Regions from separate parts of the Mus musculus genome. Here region 1 is linked to region 2. Evidence: chromatin contacts called from public Hi-C data. All regions are on one chromosome and are shown on one strand. The core of a region is the stretch at or near the end of the contact, and the rest is flanking DNA. Distances in the headings are between cores, read along the strand shown.

Region 1 (6,090 bases), core at 390-2,889, 88 kb after region 2:
CTTAGCCATGTGTGCCTCTTGCTCTCCATGTAAACGTAAACATAAAGCTCTCTGTTCCTCTTTCCTGTGTGGCCACAATGAATAGGCACCCCCCCCCCCCCCCACACACACACACACTTTTCACTACTTCTGCTCCATTTAACTGGCCCACTGAGGATGGGCTGCTGAGCCTGGTTTGTTATTGCTGCCATACTGGTAACAACAGTGCGAGGGAGAGAGGGGACAAGCCACACACAGCATGCCCAGGGACAATGGATGGGAACACGAAGAGGACATGATGCCCAGAGTGGTCCATGGCCTGGGAGGAAGCATGAGGTGATACAACTAAGATATGGATCCCCAGTGATCAGGGCGGATCTGAGACGGATACTGGCAGTGAGAGGTCACACCAGCACTAATTGAGCACCCAGTCTATACATTAAGTAGACAACATTTACCTTCATTCTACCTTTACTACATTCTCCTTCAGTCAGCTTCACATTCCCTGTGTCCCACTCACTGTCCTCTCTGGTGTCCCCTCACTAGTTTTCATACTGGCCCCCTTTGCATCCTGCCCTGCTGCTCTCTGCCGGATCCAGACCCAGCAGCCTAGCCGCCTTCTGGAGGGTAGAGCTCAGGTACTGGCAATGGATGGTATGGCCTTGCTAGAGTAAGGTTTGGAACCCCGCCTAGAGGCCTGGGGACTTGTTTGCTCGTCCTAACTCCAGCCATAGGAGAAATGCTCACTGTCATTCCTCTCTCTGTCACATGCATGGCACTGCATGGAGATGCATACCCAGTCAGGCACTCAGGATGGCTGTCACAGGATAACTCCTGTCTGCCCAGTTCTGCTTCTCCTGATGTGTGGGCCACCTGCTCAACTTGGTCCCCTAGCCATGGCATCAACAAGTCTGTCTACTTGCCAGTGATGTCCACCATCTGGTTCTGAGCCTTGGAGGAGGGCTTCCCAGAATGGCAGAAGCTGGCATGTGGGCGTGACTCTGCTCTGGATCTCGTTATTCCTCTCCTGCTGTGTAGTTGTGACTGGGTTTACGACGCTGGGAAACACCGTGTCCAGGATGCACCCTCCCTAGTCCCTCATCTCACTGTGTCAGAGGCAAGGATGGGACTTAATACCATGCTGTGCCGAATCCTGGACCCAGCATCCTCCTAGGGAGGGAGAGACACTCAGCTGAGTGTTGGGGACACTGCTTTGTCACTCAGAAGCCTCCTATCAGGGAATGGCAGGGATGAGCAGAGCAACTTGACCTTGCGTTTGTGGTGGGGTGGTTCTTTAAAACTCAGAGAGGCAGGAGCAACCAGAGGAGGCAGGAAGCATCTAGACAGAGTTCCTGGAGAAGGAGCACTCTTGGTTCTGCCTCTGTGGAGAGATAGCTCAACTGGAGCAAGGCCCCTGAGGGGAGCTGCAGTGGCGGTTGTGGCAGGAAACCCAGGAATGGGGCCTATGATGTGAGACGAAGCCTGGATGATATGGGCCCACCCTGAATCTTGCACCCTCGGCGGCCTCTTAACAGCTGCCACAGCCCGTTTCCAACCTGCTACCCTGCAGGACCAGATGGCCTCTCTGCAGGTCTGTCTCCTCCCACCACTGTGGCATGAAGATGCTGCTCCCGGCAGGACTAGAAGACAGCAGCCAGGAGGCGGCACCAGCCTAGAGTTTGGTGGTGGTTCCCCACGCCTCTACTCAGCCCACATACCAGGCATCCTTGGACAGCTCTAGGGTTGCCAGGTAGAGTGGAATCTAGTTGGAGGGGGGCGGGCAACAGCACCGAGCTTCAGTTTCCTTCTCATGACAGGGGTTGTATGCTGACCCAGGATCTCATAGTCAGGGGGCTAAGACACCCCGTGAAAGCAGCATGGATTCTAGTGAGAAGATAGGGCTTGGCATCTGATGGGCACTTAGGACCTCCTCGATCCAAGACTCCCAACCTCCTATTCTGCAAAGCAGTCTAGCACATGCACCGCCTTGATCAGTGAAGCCCACCCTATCACTTGGACCCTCGATCCTGGCTTTGCCCTTGACTCTTTATGATGGTTTATAACAATTGTTAACTTGGAGAGATCATTATCTAGGAGACACATGTGTGGAGGATTTTCTAGAATGTGCTGACTGAGGTGAAAAGACCCACCCTGAACGTGGGCTATTCTATGTGCTGGGGTCCCAGACTGAATACAAAGGAGAGCATGGCCTGTCTCTGCTTCGTGACTATGGATGTCACACACTCCGGCCATCATCTCCACGATGATGGACAGGATCTCCTTAAAGTGTGAGCCACACCCAACAAGCCTGCCTAAGCTGCTTTCATCAGGATTTGTTTACGGGGGCCAGTGAGAGGTTAGATACTTGGTCATAGCCAAGAGCACACTAAGTAATGGCCTCCTCCTTTCGTGCACACCACACCTGTGCTGGGAACGTGTCATACATCTCTACCCAGGCATCCCCCTTAACTGGATTAATCTACAGCTCACCAATGGGGTCTACTGCTGCTCGCCGCTCCGACTGGGTTCTCAGACCAGCATGAACAAGATACTTTCAAATGGAACATCAGAGCTCTTTCCTTCTCTGCACATCCTCCCCAAAATGGTTCCACAGCCTCATCTCACTCCAGCAACGTGCAAAGCCTTAGTCAAGTCCCAACTTGTTGGCACAGCCCGGCCTGGAACACTGACCCCAGTTAGGACTCCTGTCTTTCACCTGATTACTGCTGATCACACTGGTCTCTCAAGCTCAGATCATACTGGGCTCCCAGTAGGAACACAGGTCCTTTGCACCTGCAGGTCCTCTGCTGGGACTGCTCTTCACCAAGCCAGTTGGTGGGTTGGCCCTTCAGTTCTGTGCAGGAATAGCATCCACCACACCTTAGTGAGGGATACCTTGACTCTCTATGTCTCAAAACTGCATCCCGCTACCCTAGTATGCGTCTCCATCCCTATTTTGCTTACCCCATTCCCTCTTAGCTTACCAACCCCCAGTGGTGGGTGGTGTCTGTACCTCCCACTATAGATCCTTCCCAAAAGTTAAGTGAGTGCATCCCATCCTTTGTGATGACCACAGGTCTCTTGGCCACCCATCCTAGTACTTGGGCTCAGTCCCCATGTCTGGTAGTATAGACAGTACTGGGACGAAGTGCAGACTTCTGTTTGTGTCTCTCACCTCCAAAGGGAGGGCAGACCTGTTTTCTATGACCGGCAGTCAGTCACCCTCATTCACATCATCCCTGCCCCTCACCCCATGTTGCACCCTCTGGTACTCACCATCCACAGGGTTGAGGTAGTCATGGAGATGGGGTGCGCTAGCAGCACCCCCGCTCTGCATTAGAAGGTCCCCATAAGGGGTGGGGTGGCTTGCCATGAGGGTCATCTGGTGGTAATAGTCTGAAGGGTTGGTGCCTGGGGCTGCGAGGCTAAAGAGTCCCCTCTCTTTCAGATGTTCGTGGGCCACTGTCACAGGAGGCAAGAGAAAGGAGCCATCAGAATCTACTGTCCAAGGGGTGGCTCAGCAGCTAAGAGCACATACCACTACTGTAGAGAGCCCGTGTTCACTTCCCAGCTCCCATGCTGGGTGGCTCCCTACCACCCCTAACTCCAGCTCCAGTGGGTCCAATACTTGTTTCTGGCTTCTAGGGGAACCTATGTAAATATGCATGCACACCCACATAAAATGAAAATATATAAATAGAATCTTGTAAAAAAATTACTGTTTAAGGAAGGAAAAATAATTTATCTTTGGTCTGGGGTCTCAACGCTTGACCTCCTAGCCCATCCGTCACCTCCTATGCTCACGTGGAGACCAGAGATCAACCCTGGGTGCCTTCTTCAGTTGCTCCCCACTGTCTTTGAGACAGGGCCTCTCCTTGAACAGGGACCTCACTGATTCCACCAGACTGGCTGACAAGTGAACCTCAGGCCCTGCCTCCTCAATGCTGGGATTCCGACTGCTTGCCACTGGGCCCTGTTTATTGATTACTTTCTTTTTAAAAATCCTGGGTTCTGGAGGACTGATTTTATACCTACCAACTGACCTGTCTCTTCAGCCCCTAGGAAAAATTTAGATCTGAGAAAGTAACTATGTTATGTGATTCTACTCACTTCTGGTTCAAATCAACCTGCTCCAGTGGGCTGGTCCACTCTTTCTCAAGCATCTGAGCCTACTCAAAGTTATTGGTCTATCTCTGGGGGATGGGGTGCCAGCTGCCTGTAACTCCACCTCCAGGGGATTCCTGGGACTTGAGAGGCCATCTGTGTTGACCATCACAGGGACAGAAAACAGACTCAGGCAGCAGCCAGCTCTGCTCTGCCTCCCTTTTGATGCTGACTTCAAGGAGATATTCCCACACAATCTCTTACTTAACACTGGCTTCCGCAGCCTTTGGCGTGTTGCAAGCAGCAGTCTGTCCCTATGATGTGGCTGCTATGGTCTGGATATGAAACATCTCTCAGTGGCTCATGTGTTAAAAGCTTGGGTCCCCGATGCAATGTACAGAGGTGGTGCTCTGGGGAACTGACTGGATCATGAGGGCTTTGACCTAACCAACAGATATATCTATTGATGAAAATTTAATTTGACGTGTAATTGGAAGATGATGAAAGTGGCTGTGAGGACTGAGTCACCCCTAGCACCACCCCCAATGTCCCCGCTGCCTCTGCTCCAGCACTACTTACCATCAGCAGGGCTGAGGCCCCTGGCGGCAGAGATCATTGAGAGTGTGGGGCTGCTGTGCACAGACCGGAGGTAGTGCTCCATATGGGGGTTCACGTAGGGGTGGTGGGCGCTGAAGGGTGACTCTCCAGGGCCAGCAGGGTGTGGAGAAAGTCGTATCAAGGAGATATCTGAGATGACAGGGCTGCCACTTAGGGTGGGAGGCCTGTGGAGGCAAAAGGTGACATTCTCAGAGAGAAGACCCACGGGGCACAAATACCTCACTAAGAACCCCAAACCACGAGTAGCCATTGACGTGTGCAGGCACCCACAGACTTCATTCAGAAGCTTGCCATTTTAATTTTCTATGCCAAACTCCTTGTCAGCTCTAGCTTAGAGTCAGACCTTGAAAGAATCAGTCAGTGGACCCAGACTGGAAGCTCCAAGGGGTTTGAGAGATGGCTTAGTGGGTAAAGTGTCTGCCTCGGAAGCCCGAGGATCTGAGTTCCACCCCCGGAGGTGACGGTAAGAACAGGGAGAGGTTGCTATGGGCGTGTAACTCCAGCCACATTGAGATGGAGAAAGAGACAGGCAGAGCACACTGGCTAGCTAGTCTAGCTGCTTGGCAAAGTTCAAGGACAATAGAGACAACAAAAACTGGACGGCACCTGAGGAGTGACACTTAGAAGCTGTGCTCTGGCCTCCATTATTTGTTCACACCCACAGAAAGAAGGCTGCGTAGTGAACCTGTATCACAAGAATCCTTGTATTGAAACTCTGGATACCTCCTTCAGGTTTGCTGGGCCTGAGCTCAGCTGACCACATGTTTGGGTTGCAGCCCTGCTCCCGTGTGCCTATACAGGTTAATGCATGGGCACATGCATGAATACCAGAACATGGACAGTACATAGGACGTTGGCCACACTAAATCCAGGAATAAGGTCCTAAGAGCTCATTGCTATCAGACTGAGTGAAAAGCTGAAGAAAAGGGTAGATGTTCGGCTTCAGTCAGACCACTAGGATTCGGAAGCAGCTGAAGGAAAAGTTCAAGATTCAAGATAAATCTTTCTTTGTGAGGTGTAGCATGTGTACACATACATATACGTTAGAGACCGAAGGTCAATCTCAGCTGTTGGTTCTCAGATGCGATCCATCTCCCTTGTTGGCTTTTTGAATTCTATTTTAAATATCATGTCTGTCACCGACGTGGAACCCAAAGAGGCTAGGCTAGCTAGCTAGTGAGCCTGTGATCCACCTGTCTCTGTCTCCATAGGTTTGGGATTGTAAGCACATACCATGGCACCATGCTCAGATCTTTTATGTGGGTTCTGAGGGTGAGTCTTACTGCCTTGGAAAGCAAAAACTTTACCAACTGAGTTACTGCAACTGCCCAAGAATGGTGTTCAAGCTGGTGAGCTGAACTAAAATACAGAATATTGTTCTAGCTCTCT
Region 2 (6,531 bases), core at 1,700-4,199:
ACATACATGCATACACACACACACAGGGTGAAGTGGGGCTGCTCGTGTGAGAATAGGGCTATCTGCACCCCTGTAATCAACAGACCAAGCACACTGAAGGTCACATGTCATTAGTGGGTGTTGTGAGGGGACTTACCTAGTTAGTGGGATTGAACCGGGGCCTGTTTCCTGTAGGTTGAGCATGTGTGTCTGCAGGGATGGAACCCCTGGGCCAAGAGCTCCTTCTCTAGCCAGGTCTCTCTCTGTCTCTGTCTGTCTGTCTGTCTGTCTGTCTGTCTCTCTCTCTTCCTTCCTTCCTTCCTTCCTTCCTTCCTTCCTTCCTTCCTTCCTTTCTTTTAAACAATGACACCATTTATTTAAAATGTTTACTCCAAGAAATATAGATATTTAAAAAATGACAATTAACAGCACTAAGCCAGGCACCTTCAACCGAATCCCACCATCCTCATTAACTCTCTTCGAGAGTTACCCTTTGTTGATGACCAGAAGATTTCAGCAATGCCTGGGCAGCCAGAGTGGTTCCTACCCAGGGCTTCCCACCTTCCTCCTGTTCTAGGGTTTGCCCCTGGGAAAGCTCAGGTGAGGATTTTAGCCTAAAGGGAGGAAACTGTGGCTGGGCACAAGGCTCTCTACCCATAAGACACTTCTGCCCACCCACTGCAGGGCTCTAACGGGGGTGGGGGGGGGAGGGGGCTGACTGCTGGCTTTAGGTTTGCTCCCTGGAAGATGAGCCCAGCTCAGCTCAGGGCTACTGTGTCCTCAATCCTCCTGGTGACCACACAACTAACTGCAGGAGACCTCTAGGATAGAAGGAGCAGACACTGACCAGCACTCTCCAGACAGAGACCAGGGACAGCTCCAGTACCACACATGAAGTGAGGGGTGGCGTCTTGGGTGATGTGGACAAAGCAGGTTAGTTTTGCAGAAGCCCCGTCACTACAGATACTTGTCTCCGGACACATGATGGGAGACAGGAAGAACTCGGACCCTTTCCAGCAGGCCACGGCACTGGCTGAGACAGACACCTTGCAAAGCCAGAAGCTGCTGTGAAGTGCTGGGGGTGGAAGAAAGCAACAGACTGGGTCATTTTTGGCATTTTAACATTGAGACGATAACAAGTGTCACAACGGCTAAAGCAAAACCAAATCCAGCCAGGTTTTAAAGCTGGTGATGTGGGCTGTGAGGTCTCTGGTGCAGATGCCAAGCAGGTTATAGAGTTCATGGAGTTTGTGGTCAATGTAATCCTCCATGTACATTTAGCAAATGCTGGTGCAGCCTTGGGCCATGGCAGGCAGAGGAGGCACCTACAGGGATGGCAGGCTGCAGACACAGCCTCATTGTTACACCCAAAGTGGGTGACAGGTCCAGGATCCACAAGAGTGCTAAGGAGGAGCCTGAAGATTTCCCTGAGGGAGCGATGGAGACCTGAGTGTCACCAGTGTCCTGTGCAACAACAGTAGGGGCTCAAAGAGACCATGTGGGGTTAGGGGAGGGAGGTTGGAACTGAGAAAGGTTTAGAAGTGTCTGAGAGGCTCCGTCAGCAGCAGCTAAGGGAACAGGGGTTGAATAGATAGGAGGCAGGCAGGGAGGCCACCCCGAAGCCCAGTGCTGGACATTGGTAGAAGCAAAGGGCAGGAGCTAATGGAGTGGGCAGAGAGGCTTGGCTAGAGAGGGCGAGAGGGACCTGGGCAGGATGGAAAAGCAGCCCCGAATGCCAGCAATTGGGAGACGTTCTCTTGGCTCCTTGATCCTTATTTAAAAAAAAAAAAAAAAAAAGAAAAGAAAAAAAAAAGAGGGATGGTTCAGAGGCAGCTCCATTGATAAAGTGCTTGCCATGCAAGCAGGAGAAAGAGAATTTGGTCCTCAGAACCCACGTAAGATAGCTGAGTGTGGTGGTACACACTTGAATCCCAGTGCTGGAGAGAGAAGGACAGGCAGAGAAAGGCAGACCCTGGGCCTTACAAGCCAGCTAGTCTAGCATGACCAGAGAATCTCTATCAGTGAAAGATCCCATCTGTTAAAAGAAAAAGAACCTTTATGAGAGAGAATAGGAACGTGGTACATGGGAGGGGCTGAAGAGAGAAAAGGGAGGCAGAGAAATAGTGGAATTACAATCTTGAAAACATTTAAAAAGGATTTTTATTAAAAGGGTTGCAAAAGGCTGAGGAGATTGCTCAGTGGTTAAGAGTACTTCTACACACGAGGACCAGAGTTCAAATCTCCAGCACCCGTGTAAAAGCTGCCCATGTTCGTACATGTGCCTGCCTGTAAGCCTAGCATTACAAGAAGGTGGACACAGGAGGATCTATGGCACTTGCTGGCTGCATCCTGAGCTCCAGAGTTAGTGAGAGACCTTGTTGCAAGTGGATGAAGTGGAGAATAACAGACAAGAACACCTGACATTCTACTGTGATTCACATATACACATTCACATACCACATACACACGTGCTCATACCAAATACACACATTCACATACCAAATATACATGTGCACATAGCACATACACACGTGCACATACCAAATACACACATGTACTTATAACACATACACACATGCTCATACCAAATACACACATGCACTCATAACACATACATATGTGCACATACCAAATACACACATGCACTCATCACACACACACAGAGTATCAAAAATCCAAGGTGCCTGTGGATGAGGAACAACTTCAGAGGTTGACCTCTGGCTTCCACATGCCCTTGGGCATCACACACACACACACACACACACACACACACACACACACACAATTAAAAGTAATTTTTAAAGGAAAGTAGGGAAAGCAAGAGCTAGCACCTCTCAGCTTCACAATCAGCCACTATCTTTTCCTGTTAGTGTGAAGAGGGAAGATTTAGCCTCCGCCTAGGCAGCAGGGAAGGAAGGCACCAGAAGCGCTTCCATCAGCTCATTTGCATTTCAAACAGCCCCGTTTGTTTTATCTCCTAATTAGCATACTCACCCTCAGCTGCAGAGAGTCCATTAGAGGGAACTCTGCTCCAGGCCTGGGCTCCTCCTTTAAATATTTTTAAAGTGTGTGATTAATACACTTGCCCAGGCACTGCCTGCACTGTGCTGAGGGTCAGGGGGCAGGAAAAGAAGGGAAAATGGCTGCTCTCAGGCTGACTGGCTGATTAATCACTGACTCCCTCCAATAAATCACGGCAGATGGCAGGAGCTGGCTGCCCGCCCTGAGGGGCTGCTGGCTGGCTGGGGCTGGAGCAGGGTCGGGGGAGATCTGAACACCTGGGTGATGTTCTCTGGCCTTCCTCAGTGCCACGGGCCTTGGGTCCCTCCCACTCTGTCCTCAAAGTCCCCAAGTTCAAGAGAAAAGGGCAATTGGGAAGACAGAGGAATGTCCCATCACACTCCATGAGCTCCCTGGATAGCTGCGGATGAAGCCCACCACAGAATGGTAGTTACTTAAACTTTGTTGTGTTAGATGTGAGTGTGTGTGAACATGTGTGAACGTGTGTGTGTGTGTGAGTGTGCAGGACTGTGTGTGATTGTGTATGAGTGTGTGACTGTGTATATGTGTGAGTGTGTGTGTGTGTGAGCATGTGCATGAGTGTGTATATGTGGGTGAGTGAGTGTGTATTCATGTGTGTGATCGTGGGTGTCTGTGCTCTGGTGCACCACCTTGTCCTCCCCCTGGTTTGAGGTTGGGTCATTCTTCTAGTTCCCACCCTGCAAGCTTCTGGGGCTCCTCCTGTTTCCACCAACAGTCTGAGTATTGGAGTACTGGGGTGTAGATGCGTGAGAGTGTTATTTATTGTCTGTTTGTTCAAACATGGGTTCTGGGGACTCGAACTCAGGTCCCCATGTCAGCCAAACAAAGAGATGTTTAAGAGGAGTTTTAAGTGGCATGCTTATGGGTTGTGTGCACAGGCCAGGGGATGATTTGCAGAGGTCTGTGGGTCCCAGCCCATGCGTCCTCTGGAAGAGCCCTGCATGCTCTAATCTGCTGAGCCAACTCTCCAGCCCCTCCCCGTTTAAACTCAATGACACAGTTCTTGAGAACTTTGTGGATGATGACATCTGTCATAATGTCAAACAGTTGCACACACTGAGAGATCCCTTCTTTCTCTGGGAATTATCAGAACTCAATAACAAGATCAATTTTAGAAACTGCCAACTTCAGGGTGCGGCGTCTGGCACACTGCGAGATTTGCATAGATTTTTGTATGAATTTTGTATTGAATCCCTGCGCCCCCCCCCCTTCTCTTTTCCCAGGTGGGAGTATGAAGCTTGGCAGGGTAGGTGCAGGCAGAGGGTAGACATGTCCCTAAGGGCAGTCCCACCCAAAGCCTGCTCTTTGCCTGACCTCTCAAGGGGAGTCCCATTCCACAAAGGCTCAGAAATGGAGGTCCCAGAGCTGGGGAGATGGCTCAGTGGGGAAGGCACGTGCTGTGTGGGGACCTGAGCTTGGATCTTTAGAATAGTACACAGTGTCTGTTCCTAGGGCAAGATGGGAGGTGGAGCCAGGAGAATCCTTAGATGCTTGAAAGCCTCCTAGCCTGGCCTACACAGCAGTAAACAAAAGAGAGACCCTGTCTCAAACAAGATGATAGGCAAGAACTCACACCCAAAGCTGTCCTCTGACATGTACCATGGTAGGTTTATGTGTGTGTGTATACACAGACACACAGACACACACAGACAGACAGGCACACACATGTGCACACATGCACATACCCCCTTCACATGCACACATGCATACCACACACACACACACACACACACACACACACACACACACACACACGAAAGTATAAGAAGGTTCAAAGTCCTCACACAGCTATCCCCTGCCCAGGCCCTCTTAGCTTCCTGTCATGCCAGTCCCTCTTAGCTTCCACACCATATATCTCTGGTATATCTCAAGCTGTTCTGTCTGGGGCAAGCTCTTCGATCAGGCCCAGGGCTGTTGTCCATGCTCCCCCATTGCGTTCTGCAAGGTGTGTTCTTTGTCTCTTGGCATGTGCTCTTTTCCAAGAGAGGTGGCTTCTTGGACACAGCTCTGGAGTTGGCCTGAAGTCTTCCCAGGGCTAGAGTTGCTGTGACTAGAACTCTTCCATGTTCTAGCTCAGCCAACCAACGGCCCAGGACAGTCCACATGCCATGAACAGGTAGAAGAATGGCAGTCAGGCCCTCTGTGGCATGGGCAGAAGGGGAGCACACTGAAGCCCTCTTAGGTACTACCAATCTGCTAGATGGGAGCTGGTGCCAAGGAAGCCGGCACACAGCCCTTCCAGAGACCCACTGTGGATGAGGTTCAAGGGTGGGACAGTGGATCCCAGTGGTTTTGGCTCAGTTTGTCACGCTCCATGTGCCCATAATATCCCTTTAGTGTCTGGAGTCTCTTCTCCATAGCTGCTGCCCTTTCTGAGCAGACATAACAATGGCCTCTCTGGTGCCACAGCCCCCACCATGGAATGATGTCCCATCCCTATAAAAGTATGCCTATGAGTTGGGGTTCTCTAGAGGAACGGAACAATGGCTGCCCGGTCAGCACAGAGGCAGAGGACTTGTAGCTGCTCAGCCCTCCCAATCCAGTGCTGAGGGCCTGGAGGGAGTTTTCACATTGGAAAATTGAAGAAGCCGGGTTCTGATGCCACTGAAAAAGTCAACGTCACCACCACCATCATCATCATCTTCTTCTTCTTCTTCTTCTTCTTCTTCTTCTTCTTCTTCTTCTTCTTCTTCTTCTTCTTCTTCTTCTTCTTCTTCTTCTTCACCATTACCTGTGGGGCAGTGGACCGTGCCACCAGGCAGAAGAACTGTGTAGTGGTTTGTATATACTTGAGCCAGGGAGTGGCACTATTAGGAGGTGTGGCCTTGATGGAGTAGGTATGTCACTGTGGGCTTGGGCTTTAATACCCTAGTCCTAGTTGCCTGGAAGTCAGTATTTTCCTAGCAGCCTTCAGATGAAGATGTAGAACTCTCAGCTCCTCCTGTACCATCCTGCCTAGATGGTGCCATACTCCTGCCTTGATGATAATGGACTGAACCTCTGAATCTGTAAGCCAGCCCCAATGAAATGTTATCCTTATAATGGCTGCCTTGGTTCTTGGTGTCTGGTCACAGCAGTAAAATCCTAACTAAGACAAACTGGCAAGGTTGTAACAAGGTCAGAACTCCAATAAATCTCATAATTGAGAATGGCAGGAGTTCAAACTAGCTCCTGACCAGGTTCCTGTCCTGGAGCATGTGACCATTACACCCCACTAGGAGGACCATGACAATCAGTCACATAGGGACAACACCTGAAGTCCTTCCCAAATAGAGTCCATGACAACAGAGAATCTATGACATCTCAGACTGGGCCAGTGGGAGGGGTCTACCCCTAGAGCTCACTCCACCCCCCAAAACATTTATAAGGTCCCTGTCCATAAGGAATAAAGTGCATGAGTTATGTCACCAAAGGTCATCTGGTGCCTGTCTTACTTCAGGGAGGAGTTTTCTCTCCTGAAGCGTTCATTGCTCCACCCTACCCAACAAACTGGGCATGCTTGTGGCTCCG

The links. Hi-C and Micro-C count contacts between places; a contact is called where the count stands out from the background.
Region 1: a contact with region 2 is called in a Hi-C map of cerebellum, with 2.2 times the contacts expected there. The contact joins two enhancer-like sites. A contact is called at or near these places in 5 of 484 Hi-C or Micro-C datasets (cerebellar granule neurons, cerebellum, nephron progenitors and 1 more) and 1 of 115 datasets of contacts at active chromatin or transcription factors (embryonic forebrain).

Annotation. Positions count from the first base shown.
Region 1 is chr1:118,863,317-118,869,406 of GRCm38.p6, forward strand. It overlaps Gli2 (GLI-Kruppel family member GLI2), which reads right to left. Exons shown (of 14, transcript NM_001081125.1): 4 at 4,663-4,865; 5 at 3,256-3,441. Among named protein-coding and RNA genes, the nearest start is that of Mir6346, 88 kb to the right of the region's middle. Within about 2 kb of position 1,640, at least 9 of the 459 cell types and tissues checked have an H3K27ac peak or open chromatin away from gene starts, as enhancers often do. A contact at or near this core is called in cerebellum, where this site is marked.
Region 2 is chr1:118,773,747-118,780,277 of GRCm38.p6, forward strand. No RefSeq gene overlaps it. Among named protein-coding and RNA genes, the nearest start is that of Tfcp2l1, 150 kb to the left of the region's middle. Within about 2 kb of position 2,950, at least 50 of the 459 cell types and tissues checked have an H3K27ac peak or open chromatin away from gene starts, as enhancers often do. A contact at or near this core is called in cerebellum, where this site is marked.